Regions from separate parts of the Hordeum vulgare genome. Here region 1 is linked to region 2. A link is a contact called in public Hi-C data. All regions are on one chromosome and are shown on one strand. The core of a region is the stretch at or near the end of the contact, and the rest is flanking DNA. Distances in the headings are between cores, read along the strand shown. Region 1 holds the start of LOC123442809 (protein RST1). Region 2 holds the start of LOC123442806.

Region 1 (3,989 bases), core at 1,088-3,587, 610 kb after region 2:
GTATATATAGGAGGGAGGGAGGGGAGGAGGCAGCCAAAAAAACCCTCTAGGGGTTCGGCCAAACTAGGAGGAGGTGGAAGAGTCCACCTCCAATCCTATTCCAAGTAGGATTCCTCTCCTACTTGGAATCCTTTCTCTCCTTTGGTTTTTTTTCCTTTCCCCACCTCTTGGCCAAAACAGGCCCTCTTGGGCTGGCCGCACCAGCCCACTAAGGGTTGGTGCACCACCTTTAGGCATATTAGTTTGTCTCCCGGGTGGGTGGCCCCTCCCGGTAAAACCCCGAAACCATTCGTCACTACCGGTACTTCACCGGTAATGCCCGAAAACTTTTCGGAAGCCGAATGCAACTCTTCTATATTCCAATCTTTACCTCATTACCATTCCGGAGCTCCTCGTGATGTCCGAGATCTCACCTGGGACTCCGAACAACTTTTGATCACCAACATACATAACTCAATAATGTCGAAACGTCACCAAACCTTAAGTGTGCAGACCCTACGGGTTCGAGAACTATGCAGACATGACCTGTGACACTCTCCGGTCAATAACCAATAGCGGGACCTGGATGCCCATACTGGCTCCTACATATTCTACGAAGATCTTTATCGGTTGAACCTCTATGTCAAGGATTCAGTTAATCCCATATGTCGTTCCCTTTGTTTATCAATATGTTACTTGCCCGAGATTCGATCGTCGGTATCTCTATACCTAGTTCAATCTCGTTACCGGCAAGTCTCTTTACTAGTTCCGTAATACAAGATCCCGTGGCTAACTCCTTAGTCACATTGCTTGCAAGGCTTGTTGTGATGTTGTATTATCGAGTGGGCCCCGAGATACCTCTCCGTTATACGGAGTGACAAATCCCAGTCTTGATTTACGCCAATCCAACAGACACCTTCGGAGATACTCGTAGAGCACCTTTATAGTCACCCAGTTACATTGTGACGTTTGATACCTACAAGGCATTCCTCCGTTGTTCGGGAGTTGCATGATCTCATGGTCATAGGAATAGATACATTGACATGCAGAAAAATAGTAGCAATACACTGACACGATCATATGCTATGTTCATACTTTGGGCCTTGTCCATCACATCATTCTCCTAATGATGTGATCGCCTTATCAAGTGACAACACTTGTCTATGGCCAGGAAACCTTGTCCATTTTTGATCAACGAGCTAGTCAACTAGAGACTCACTAGGGACTGTGTGTTGTCTATGTATCCACACATGTATTTGAGTTTCCAATCAATACAATTTTAGCATGGATAATAAACGATTATCATGAACAAGAAAATATAATAATAACCATTTTATTATTGCCTCTAGGGCATATTTCCAACAGATATCTTGGGTGTAGACATTGTCCTCAAGAAAGAATAGCAAAGTATATCAAGAGAAATCATCCACTATAATGAGACCATAATGACCGCCACTGAAACTTGCATATAGTTTCAAGGCCTGAATAAATCCACATAAAGATTTTTGGGAGATCTTGTGGTAGTCATGATAGTTTTTGACGATTATGCTTCTTGGCCAACTTGCCGGCCTCACAAGCACCGTAGAGATGATTTTTGTCGAATTTCACACCAGGAATGGCACAAATGTGATTTTTCTTCATGAGAGTTTGCAGATTCCTTATGCCTGCATGAATGATAGCAAGCAAGTGCACATGGTTTGGTTGTAGCTTTTTAAGGAAGAGTATCGATCTCAAAGACAACACAAGAATTGAAATTTTGCCTCTCGCAGTGAATTATATATTTCTATGCCTGTAAATAATTATAGACTTAAAGCAAAATGAGGGTGAAAATAAATATAAGTGAATAGTGGAGCATACTTTGAAGTAAATAACATAAATGTAAATAAAAATCAATGATTGAGTGGCTGGTGGACCACCAAAGGAGTAAAGTGTTCTGAGGGAGTGTGGAATCCCCATTGGTACGTTTCTAGAGCTCCTATGCTTGGCATAGTATGTTGTGGATATTTGAACCATAATTGATGATTATGCTGGAGAGAGCGAGATACAGACCACATTCTACTCGAAACAGACTTTGTTTGTTTTTCATTTGAGACTCACACGTCGACAGCGTCAAAACACAAGGAGAAAGGCCAATTTTTTTTTTTTTTTTTTTTTGATTTGAGGGGTAAGAAAGACCAACTATTCGATTTGTTTATGAGGCAAGGCCAATTATCCACACTGGCCATGATGGGAAACGTAGAAGATTAGGCCCACGATTGTCGAGTTAGGCCGCAACAGTTGGCCCATCTCATCTGGACGACTTGATCGGCCTGGTACGGGTAGCTTTTACTCCAGTCTCCCAACAGTCAAGTAGTCCACAGCCATCTCCGTCTCCGGCCACCGCATCGCCATGGCCTCCGCCTCGTCCGGCGCCGCGGCCTTCTCCCGCCTCGTCGACCGCACCCGCGTCCCGGACCCCACACTCCAGCGCCACGCCGTCGCGGCCTTCTTCCGCCACCTCCTCACGCTGCCCCCTCCTCTCCCCTCCGCCGCCCACGACGGCATCTCCTCCCTCCTCGCTTCCCCGCACGCCGCTGTCGCCGCCTACGCCTCCGCGTCCCTCGCCCGCCTCGCGGCCTCCCGCGCCGACCTCCTCGGCCCCGACGAGGCCCTCCCGTTCCTCATCGCGCCCCTCTCCGCCTCCCCGTCTCCCCGCCTGGTCTCATGCCTCGTCAAGGCCGTAGCCGCGCTCGTTTCCTGCGTCCTCCGCTCCGGCCCCGCTGGCTTACGCTTCCCGCCCCACAACCACCCCTTCGTCCAGGCCCTCGCGTCGGGCGCTGACGGCGCGCGAGCGGAGCTGTCGCGGCAGGCGGCCAGGATGGTGGCCGAGGGGGTCGACGGCGCGGTGGGGTTCCTGAGGCCTTTCGTGATGTTTGCCGTGGTGAGGAAGGGGGACACCGCGTTCGCGAGGGATTTGATCGGCGCGCTTGCCGCAGCGGCTACTGCAGCGGCAAAATCGGATGCGGCGGTCCCATTGCTGAAATTGCTCGGCGAGAGCTTGCTGCATTTCGGCCGCGGGGATGGGGAGGTATGTGTTTTGGTCTATTCCCTCATCGATGGTGGTATTCTTTTTTCTTCTTCTGGGGAATGCAGTTGTTTGCAAAACTGCGAGGAATCTAGGGCACATAAACAACATCACAGTCGTTTTGCATTTCGTTTGTGTTCGAGCAATGCTTGTTGTGGCAAGAGCGATTGCGGGTGTTACGGTTCCTGTTCCTATGGATGCTAATGTTATTGTTTATAGTCGGGTTCAGTTGATAGTGCACAATGCAGGGAAAACACATGAAGTTCATGCAGCTGATTGTGCATAACTGGGAATGTATTTGGCAGTGTATTTTGTAGTTGTTAAAGCCTCAAAGGGGGAAATTATCTTACTCTGCACATAACGTTGCCTGCATTTCTTTTTCTTCAGGAAGGGCGGCTCTGGCTTAGTTCTGTGGAGTGCTTGGTCGATGCATATGTGCTATTACTGAGGAAGTTAGCTCATGCTCAAAGGGTACTGCTCTTCTATGTTCTATCTGCTAATTTTGTGTAAATAATTGTATCCTTGTCTTACTGATATTGTAAAATGCAGTCATGTTGGTTATGAATTTAGAAACTCAGGAAATTCATATTCTAGGCTACGCTTGTGGAGTTAAAACACAGAACCAAACAGTTTGCTCCTGCCGTTTATAAATCTTTTGTCAACTACTCCCTCCGTTCCTAAATATATGTCCTTATAGAGATTTCAATATGAACTACATATGGAGCAGTACGGGTGAATCTCCACTCTAAAGTATGTCTATATACATCCGTGTGTAGTCCGTATTGAAATCTCTAAAAAGACTTATATTTAGGAACGGAGGGAGTATAACCTAGGAGTTATGGAAATGTATGGTGAGTTAATTTTATATATTTATACAATCGCTAAGGGAATACACCTGGGCATAGTTCGTTTGTACTGTAGGTTAACTTCCTAATATACTGATTAG
Region 2 (3,977 bases), core at 1,217-3,716:
ACGAAAACATAAAATGTTTGTGGATTCAAAAAATGCGTCGGATTTTTATATTTTTTTGCAAATTCCAAAACAATGTCCGTGAATTTAATAAATATATTACTGACTTAAATGTTTGTTTATTCAGAAAAACTTCATGCGTTTTAAAAACTTTTTGTGAATTTAAAGTAAAATCCTCCAACATAAAAAATTATGTTGGTCTTTTCTAGAGTTGGTCGCCAATTCAAAAGAAAATATTTAAACCTGTTTGAAATATAAAAAATATTCACGATTTTTAGTAAATGTTTGTAAATTGTAAAAAATGTTCTCGATTTTAAAATTGTTCATGAAAGATCTAATATATGTAGTTAAATATTAATGCTTCTAAGTCTTTGTGAAAATATACCCGTGTGATTTTTGAAGAATTAACTGTTGAATGGGTCGGATTATTATTGTATGTTTTCTAAAAAAAAATCTTGAAATTAAGAATAATTCTTTGAGTTCACAAGATTTTTGACAGCCGTGATATTGTTTTTTTGAAAATGTAAAGATTGCTTGAACTTGTGAATAAGTTTAAAAGAAGAATAATTTCCTTGGATTTATGCACAAAAATTCAAAATCAAGCGATGATGTATGAACATAAAGTGGTCATCATCATTGAAGATTATGTTTTTTTTTCCGTTGCAACGCACGGACCATTTTGCTAATTTAAGTTTAAATGATAGAGTAGTGATGTTAAGCCGAAGGTTCAAATCTTCGCGGCGTCAAATCACTTACGCTCACGGAAACGTTTTGGGGAGGAGCGCTGCGGTCGATCACGTGCGAACCGTGCAATCTCATGTGATCTGGCGGAGATAATTGCACGTTTAGTCCTGGTACTCGCTGGCGCTGTCCAATTCAGTCCTTGTACTTGTGAAGTGCTTCAATACGGTTCTGGTACACGAAAATACGTTGTTAATACAGTCCCTAAGGTTGTAACCTCAGTTCCGGCAATACACGACCCTACTTCCCTTGTATTCCACGTCATCCTGGCCCCGCGCATCAGAGGGGACCCACCCGTCAGCTAGAGTGGCTCTGTTTTTGCATTCGCCCCCGTCTCTGCTGTCTCAGTCCTCTCCTCTTCCTCCCACCATTTGTATGTTAATTTGGCGGACGTGACGGTTGCTGCGACGACGAAGCTTCAGCAAAGGCGCGTGGAGACATCGAGATGCCGGTGGTGCCGTGTGATACGTCAACACTATGAGATGCGGCAAGATGAGACGAGGAGCTGGAGACGACCGGCGCTGGATGACATATTTTTCTGTCCACGCCTAGCTCAGACAGGAAATATTTCTTGACCTGAGACACGCATGCTTGGATCTGGAACAACTCCAGGGCAGGGGTATGTTCTACTGCAGCACCAACTTGAACGAACAACAGGGCTTGTCATCTGCAGGAGAGAAGCAGGAGCACCAAGGGGGCATGAGGAAACCGCATCAAATGAACAGAGAGAAACCAAAAATTATCAATACATCCATCCCCTTACCCAAGTAAGTACTCCATCTATTCCTAAATACTTGTCTTTTTAAAGATTCAACTATGGACTACATACGGAGCAAAATGAATGAACTTACACTCTAAATTATGTCTATATACATCCGTATGTAGTTCGTAGTGAAATCTCTAGAAAGACAAATATTTAGGAGCGGAGCGAGTATATAGCACATTTTTCTAATTAATTACTGTACAAAATGTCAGAATGCATCTCACTTAATGTCTAGCTGTATGAACTAGTACTAGAATTCAGTAACAACGATCTCCAAGAGAGACACAGGCAAAACAAGCTACAGACGCATGGCTTTGTTCAAACACGAGAACCTTGATGAACGTTAGCATTACCAGGATTGGCATTTCAAAATGACATCTTTCTCCACTCCTAGCTCGGATAGGAAATGTTTCTTCAGCCGAGACACGCATACTTGGATCTGGAACACCTCCTGCATCACCAACTTCAGCGAACAACGGTGCACACTGGATTTTCATCTGCAGCACCAACAGAGCAACAAGGGGTGCGTGAGGAAACCACATCAAATTGAACAAGGAGTAAGAAAAAGAGGGAGAGAGGTGCGGGGAGGAGAAGAGGGGCGAGGGGGGGTCACCTTGACGAGGTCCATGGCGTGGTCGGAGCAGCGGACGAGGGGCGGCCGGAGAAGAAGCAGCCGCTACTCCTCTCGCGGCGCGCGACCTCCGTCGCGGATAAGGAAGCAGCGGCGTGGAGCTCCTGTCCATCTCGCCAATGAGTCCGAGCTCGTCGCCGGCTGCGACGGCGACGACGCCGACGGCCGGAGCAGCAGGAGGATGAAGACCCTGCAGAGGCTGTACCGCGTAGAGCGCCGTGCTCCCCGGCTCGGCTGCCGCAACCGGCACGGGGTCGTGTTGATGTTGGGAGCGCACCGACGAAAACGACGACGACGAAACGGTACAGCGCGTTATCCACTCGAGCTGACGGTGGTCCCCTCTGACGCGCGGGACCAGGATAACGTGGAATACAGTGGAGTACGCGGTACCGCGGGTCATGTATCGTCGGGACTGTGGTTTCAACCTTACCGACTGTATTGACGACGTATTTTCGTGCATCGAGACCGTATTGAAGCATTTCGCAAGTACGAGGACTGAATTGGACAGCACCAGCAAGTACCAGGACTAAACGTGCAATTATCTCTGATCTGGCGGCCTGATTCTCTCGTGTGGTGGGGCGCATGGCCGAGGAGGCCCACCAATGGCTTGTCCATGCGCTGTTGCCGTCCGCATCGTCGGTGCCTGTCCCCATCGACCGTCCGCATCGTCGGTTCCCGTCCTCGCCGGTCGCCTGCATCATCGGTTCCAACCTCCGTCTGTCGTCCTCATCGCCTATCGTCATGGCTGGGGCACGTGCATATACAAGTGTTGCAACCGTCATCTAAAAGAGCTTCAATCATAGACAAAGAAAGCTTCAATCGACTGTGCACAGCAAGGAAAGCTGCAACCGTAGTTGCACTTTGCTACTACCGGCTAATTTTTTTGCTACATCCATCAAGGTTGACCTATGACCTAGCGATGGCTGCGACATTTTTCCTGCAAACGTAGTTGCACTTTGCTACTACAAACGAACTTTTTTGCTACATCCATCAAGGCGGTGTTCGACCTCGCGACGACATCGACGATGATTTTTGCTGCAACCATAATTGGATTTTGCTACTACCGTTGAACTTTTTTGCTACATCCATTCAACGACGTTGAATTACTGGTGGCCGCCGCCGACGCAATTCCGTTTAGTGACTAGCGAGCATCAATGCCGAGGGGCGGCGGAGGAGCTACAACAGTCGCGGGTGAGAGCTGCAACCACAGGTACAGTTGTTGCACGTGTTGAGACGACGACAAGGACAACTGACGAGGGTGGGGACCGATGACGAGGAGGGACGGAGAGGATGTGGACCGGCGACGAGGACGACCGACGAGGGTGGGGACTGGTGACGAGGACAACCGCCAGAGGAGATCGGAGGCGCGGTGACGAGAACCCCAAACGGGAGCTGCGGATCCAACCCGAGGAAGACGAAGTCGAGGAGATTTTTTTGCCTAGATCCGATAATCACATGGCTCGCATCCAACGGGTGGGACATGACCGACGGAAACTTTTCGGCCGGCGCACCGGCGCCTACCAGTCCTTTACGCTCACACACGGTAGCTTTGGTCCTTATCATCTTACAAGATCGAGCAAGTATGCATTATTTTAAGTTGTATGATTTCCTTAACATGTGTTTTATCTCTTCACTTATATATCTCTTGTAACCCTCCTTGGCGGAGTCATCATAAGGCCTATCTATAGGTTACCATGCTCAAAGTTCTCAGCCGCCAGCCCGTCAGGTTACCAGGGAGCAAAAACTGAATCCCTAGGCATCATACATCTGGCACACACGCCGACTCCGGCATGTTCAATTTCAGCGCTCTTCCCAAGCCTCGGATTTCCACCAAAAATCCGGCCA

Evidence for each region. Hi-C and Micro-C count contacts between places; a contact is called where the count stands out from the background.
Region 1: a Hi-C map of leaf shows a contact between it and region 2, with 4 times the contacts expected there. The contact joins the promoter of LOC123442809 here to the promoter of LOC123442806 in region 2. A contact is called at or near these places in 2 of 6 Hi-C or Micro-C datasets (leaf and seedling).

What each region holds. Positions count from the first base shown.
Region 1 is chr3H:33,542,067-33,546,055 of MorexV3_pseudomolecules_assembly, forward strand. It overlaps LOC123442809 (protein RST1), which reads left to right and starts at 2,338. Exons shown (of 24, transcript XM_045118957.1): 1 at 2,338-3,046; 2 at 3,431-3,514. The coding sequence starts at 2,369.
Region 2 is chr3H:32,929,842-32,933,818 of MorexV3_pseudomolecules_assembly, forward strand. It overlaps LOC123442806, which reads right to left and starts at 2,467. Exons shown (of 3, transcript XM_045118955.1): 1 at 2,115-2,467; 2 at 1,855-1,998; 3 at 842-1,405. The coding sequence starts at 2,129. The coding sequence ends at 1,292.